Linked DNA regions of Rattus norvegicus: region 2 is linked to region 1. Evidence: chromatin contacts called from public Hi-C data. All regions are on one chromosome and are shown on one strand. The core of a region is the stretch at or near the end of the contact, and the rest is flanking DNA. Distances in the headings are between cores, read along the strand shown.

Evidence for each region. A called contact is a pair of places that touch in the nucleus more often than the background predicts.
Region 2: a contact with region 1 is called in a Hi-C map of mammary epithelial cells, with 3 times the contacts expected there. The contact joins the promoter of Ift57 here to the enhancer-like site in region 1. A contact is called at or near these places in 2 of 12 Hi-C or Micro-C datasets (liver and mammary epithelial cells).

What each region holds. Positions count from the first base shown.
Region 1 is chr11:64,335,355-64,338,232 of GRCr8, forward strand. The region is part of intron 1 of LOC120095656 (a long non-coding RNA gene); the gene reads right to left. Among named protein-coding and RNA genes, the nearest start is that of Cd47, 100 kb to the right of the region's middle. Within about 2 kb of position 1,582, at least 30 of the 93 cell types and tissues checked have an H3K27ac peak or open chromatin away from gene starts, as enhancers often do.
Region 2 is chr11:64,592,263-64,595,039 of GRCr8, forward strand. It overlaps Ift57 (intraflagellar transport 57), which reads right to left and starts at 1,283. Exons shown (of 11, transcript NM_001107093.1): 1 at 1,028-1,283. The coding sequence starts at 1,239.

The sequences.
Region 1 (2,878 bases), core at 332-2,831:
CTCAGTGGTTAGTTCCACAAGACTCACGGGCTCTCACCGTTCAGCCTTCTATCCCACTTAGGGACACACCGAGGGGCTTTGTGACTCTGTCCATCCACTGGCCACTCTGGCTATAGCTGTTCTGAACTCCTGGGAATATCTCCCATCTGCACATCTCCAGCTTTGGGGATTGATTGCCTTCATTTTAATACTGGAAAGCACGAAGCAGCTGTCTGGAGATCACTACCTTCACTTTGCGAGTTGAGAATCCATGGCTAGATGATTGGAATGGAGTCACCAGCCTGAATGTGGCAAAGCTGTAACCTAGGAATCTCAGTGGTGAAGGAAGTTTGCTTCCTGTACTTGGGCTGTTCCTCATGATCCTGGTTTCTTCTCTGGTGGGGTGATAAGCACTGTCCAAAATGGATTTGGGGAAGGAAAATGATTATTGCAGCTTACAGGTTAGAGTCCCTCATTGAGGGATTCCAATGGATGCAGAAACCCTGGAGGAATGCTGCTTACTGGCTTGTTTTCCATGGCTTCCACAGCTACTTTTCATATACAATTCAGATCAATCTTCCTAGGGATGGCACTACTCATAGTAGGCTGGGTCCTTCCGCATGAATTAGCAATTAAGAAAACACCCATAGACATGCCTTTGATGGGAACAATTCTTCAATCCATGTTACCGTTTCCCAGGTGACTCCAGTTTATGTCAAGCTGACAAAAGCTAACCAATACACCCCACCTCCCTTTTCGTTGTTTGTTTTGTTTGTTTGTTTGTTTGTTTTGATTTTTTTTCCATCTTCGCTCCCACCTTAACGCTACCATCCTGTCTTCCTCTATTCCCTCTGGACCAAACTGCACTGGCTTCATCATTACCTATACAGTCTTTGGCACATTTCTTAGCATCTTTGAGTTTCAGTCTCTTGGTCTGAGAAGAGGAATATTATTAATTTCCATGTAGGACTATGGTATGTTAGATGAAAACGTGATGAGAGATGAGGAAAAAGAGACTTTAGAAAGACCACATATGCATAATTAAAACTCTGCAACCCGGTTGGCAACCAGCAGATATTTCTTTGCTCCATTTTTAACAGCAGGGATACATAGCTAAGATAGTACACACCCATCCCCCACTCACCTGCATCAACCTTATCATAGAACTGCTGTATCTGATTTATCAGGAGACCCTGGCTGTGCTGCTGTGACTATGAGCTGTGACCAAATGAGAGAAGCCTGATAGATATGGCCAGAGTGATTAATAGCAGCCTGTCTCTAGAGCTATGGGAGTGGCAAGTGGCACACTGTGCCCTGACTCCCTTCTAACTCTGCACTGCCTTTTTCACGTGTTTGACCAAGCGGAAGCCCCCCCCCCCTCAGCACAGTGTCTGGCTGTGGTCCTTGGATTTCCTGGATCACGAAGATATATCCTCTGGGCACTGGCATTTATCCAGCGTAGAGTTTGAGCTCAGGATGTGAGTGCAACTGCACGTCTGTACTTGACTGATTGCATCTCAGGACAAAGTGTGGGTCAGAGGAGGCACAGCAGTCACGCCTGTGTATGTTCCGTCCCTGCTACTACAGTGTCATTGTCTGGAGCTTTTGTGATGAGCAATCCATCAGCAGCACCACATGCTGTACAGTGTTAAGAGTCATGTCGAGCCAGAGAAGAGACTACTCTCATTTTCAGATCTCGTGGTTACTGATGACACATCTTCTGAAAATGAAATAATAGCCTCTTGCTAAGCCCTGTGCTTACCAACTCCCCTTCTGCAGATGTCCAGATGCCTCTAGCCTTAGGTCAGGAGGACTAAGCAGAAACCAACAACAACAAATCAACCAACACACAAACAACAGCAGAAACCAACTCATTAACCTACCAAAGCTAGAATACACCCTCCACCATGTCTTGATTGCTGCCATTCTAGCACTTACTGATTTTATCAAGGGAAAATCAGCAGAGAAAATGGTTTATTCTTCCTCAATCCAGCTCTTAAATAGAAAACAGAGTTTGTGGGACTGCAATGTGTCAGGAACAGGGAAGTTGAGGTCCTGTCTTGCTGGGTCAGCCTTCCTGATCTCAGCCCCCTCCACCCCAGTAGAGTTGGAAAAAACACAGCAGTTCCTATTTCAAATTACACAGTTGGATGATGTTTCTCTTGGCTCCAAGTAGAAAGGCTGGTGCCCAGAGCAATTTTTTGGCAAAAGTGCAATGTATGAAATGAAGTTTTTCTTCCCTTCTAACATTCTCAGCATCACTCTTAATCACTTTTCTCTTGATCTCTATCCAAGTTTCCCAAGAAGAATTTCTTTTTTCCTCTCTTGACTCATCTACTTGTGAACTCAGAGGGATCTGAGACAGTTTCTCCAACTCTAAAATTCAGAGCAGTGTTTCACAACTGTAATGTGTATATGAATCTGCTATACTTAGTCCTGTTCTGATAACAAAACACTTGAGTCTTAGTAGTTTGTAAAGAAGAGAGGTTGATTTAACTCACAGTGTGGGGAGCTGGGAGTTCAAAAGATATTCCACTAGTTCTGGTGAAGATGCTCTTAGCTACATTGTATCATAGTGATAGTATCAACAGAGATCTCCTTTATTAGAGGGAGAGATGGCATGGTAAAACAGAAAGCCAGAGGATGGGGAGGGGCCAGGATTGCTTTGTTACATCAACCTTTTCCAAGAGTTGATGTAACTCAGTGTTCACGGAACAGTGTTATTTCCTTCCATTCCTTTTATACCCATCAATCTTGGACACCTAACTTCCTCTCATTAGACTCCACTACTTCCCAGTATGATGGCATCTGGACTAAAATCAGAACACAAAACCCTATGTTGAACATACCCAAGCCAAACCATACACATAGTATTATGAAAATGCAAACCCAGAACCAG
Region 2 (2,777 bases), core at 33-2,532, 260 kb after region 1:
CAACATTTTTATCAACACCGAAAATGTTGGCCATCTATGCTATTATGACCAACTCATTTTTAAATAATAATCCCAATCCTAAAACTTCTATTGTAGATCAGGATCAAGATGGTAATTTTTCTCCCTTACAGACTAATTTGGCATTGTGGACAGTTTGTATAAAAGCCCAAGAATCCTTCCAAATGTGTCTGGAAGAGGGTAAGAGCTCAAAACTGCCAAGAGAAATTATATGAGCCTACCCAGAGATGGTAAAAGAAAGTATGTTAGTTCTTTTTTATTTCTTCTTTCAGAATAAAACAAATACAAGTTTTAAAGTGAAGGAAAAGCAATAAAACAGTTATCACTAAGCTACCATGATTACCTGTGGGAGTTTTGTCTATCACTCTTGGCAACTAATGGCACTGCCTTCAGGATATTTCAAACTTTTCCCACCACGGCAAGCACGAAACTTTAGGCCCTATAATGAGGGCCATTCCAACACTTATTGTTTCTTTTGCCTTCTCCACTCTCCGGTTTCTAAGAGTATTATTGCAAAAGTATTAAGTCCTTTGAACCATAGTAATTAGCCCACAAGTTTACGTACTACATAAAAAGTGCTCCTCAACACGGTCCTAAGTAATCACAGTTGTCAGTTTAGGAAGTCTAGCGAAGGAAAACAAAAACTAGAAAGAGATGTAAATGATAAGGCCACTCATCTCTAGAGATCGTTTTTTTTTTTTCCCTTTCAACTGTGGGTATTTTATTACACTTAAAACAAGATTTGTGCTTGGTAGACGGTGCGTGTCTGTTTCAAAGAATAAACAGGCTATCTTCCCCAGGCCTCCCTGCCATTTCAAAACTTGTTTACTTTCTCCACAAAATGATCAGGTCTGAAAAACTCCACCTTCCTCGGTGCAGAAGTTCCCTTCCAGAGCAAAGAAGACAGAGGACTGGACGTGCGGATCCCCGCGTGGGGTCTGCGCCTCACGTAGGAGGGGGCGTCCCCCTGGGGCCCAGCCAGCACCCGGCGCTGGGGCACAGCACGCACCTGGACGGGGGCTTCAGATTGCTCTTTCGGAGTAGCTCCTCCTCGTAGCGGAGCAGCTTCAGCTTCTCCACTAAGTCTTCCATCACCACGAACATGTGGTAGGCCGCTCCCGGCCCGCGCTCCACCACCGCCTCCCCAGCGCCTTCCCCGCGAGCCCGAGACACCCCATCGTCCAAGCCCGACGGCGGGATCACCGCGGCCGCGGCAGCCATCGCTGCTCAGATCCACAGGGCCGGGCTGGACCCGGGCTAGGATCTCTGCGGCCACCGCCGCCCGCACCCCGCAGACCGCCCTGTCGCCAACGTTACCAGGCGACCGCAGGGCTGCCGGTCACCATGGCAACTAGACCCCGCCCCCTTTAGGTTCAGCCGGCCTCTCTAAATTCTCGCCAACCAAAGCTGGGTTTCGCCACGACGTCACGCCATGCCGGTCCCTGGCCTAGGAAGTAGCTCCGCCCTGTAGGCGTGGCGTTTATTCCCCCGCCCCTTCGGGGGACTTTCACGCGAGTCTTAAAGGCCCAGGCTCTTTAATTCTGCGTGCTCAGTACAGCCAAGAGGAGCGGAGGATCTGGTATTCTGCTCAGGGCTGCTGATTGAACCGACATCTGATCTTCTAGGTAGCAATTCAAAGGACTGAAACGAAGCGGAACAGAGTATTGGAGGCTATGCTTGCTCAGTGATTCTTGTTTTATGTTTTTCAAAGTGGGAAGTTATCGTAGTTGTGGTGAACTCAGGTTCATTTTCCCTCAGAAATACCACCCACAAGACTGCTTGTTTATTTCTTAACTTAATTGTTTATTAGATAATGCTAGGCTTACTAGTATATTCTAAATAAGACTTGATACAAGGGTAAGTAATCACTCCAGTTTTAGGAAAATGGTTGCTTGGAAGAGGGTGGCTTGGGAAAGGATTTATACTACACGCTCATCGCCCTCATAATCTGTTCCAAGCCCATGCAGATGTAAATTCTTGAGTACTAATGAAATCTGACAAAATATAGTATCTGGAAAGGAAGTTCTGCTTTGCAGCACTTACATTAGATAAGAAAATTTTTTCTATTACAGCTGCAGGTACTGACCTAGAAAACACATGGAGACATAACTGACCACGGATATGACTTATCCTTATAGTGCTAAGAAAAGTGCTGTATCAGGCAGTTTTCCTAACAGTTAAAAGTAAGAAGTGAAGCGAAGAGTAGTGCCAGGCACTTTTTTTTTTTTTTTAATCTTTTTTTTTCCGGAGCTGAGGACCGAACCCAGGGCCTTGGGCTTGCTAGGCAAGCGCTCTACCATTGAACTAAATCCCCAACCCCATACCAGCTACTTCTTAAGATGACTCTGAAGCAAGAGGTCAAACATTTGTCGGATTAGCCCTGTGCCTGTCAAGGGATCATCAACATGTTGTATCACACCCTAAAAACTGTAGAAGAATCATATTTTTGACATAGCTAAAGTCTGAAACATATTTGTAAAACCCTTGTGATAAGATGAAGAGTTTATCTTCCTCATCAGCCTTGTTTCTGATACTAATAAAGGTATCCGAATGAAGAACAACACTATTCATCAAATAAAAGACACACATAAAACTACTGATTGATGTAGAACATAAAGTAAGGGGAGATAGTCTGAGCATAAGTGGATTTCTTTTGAATTTCTCTCTCTCTCTCTCTCTCTCTCTCTCTCTCTCTCTCTCTCGTGTGTGTGTATGTGTGTGCATGTGTGTGCAATGAATAATGCATGATCATATGTGAG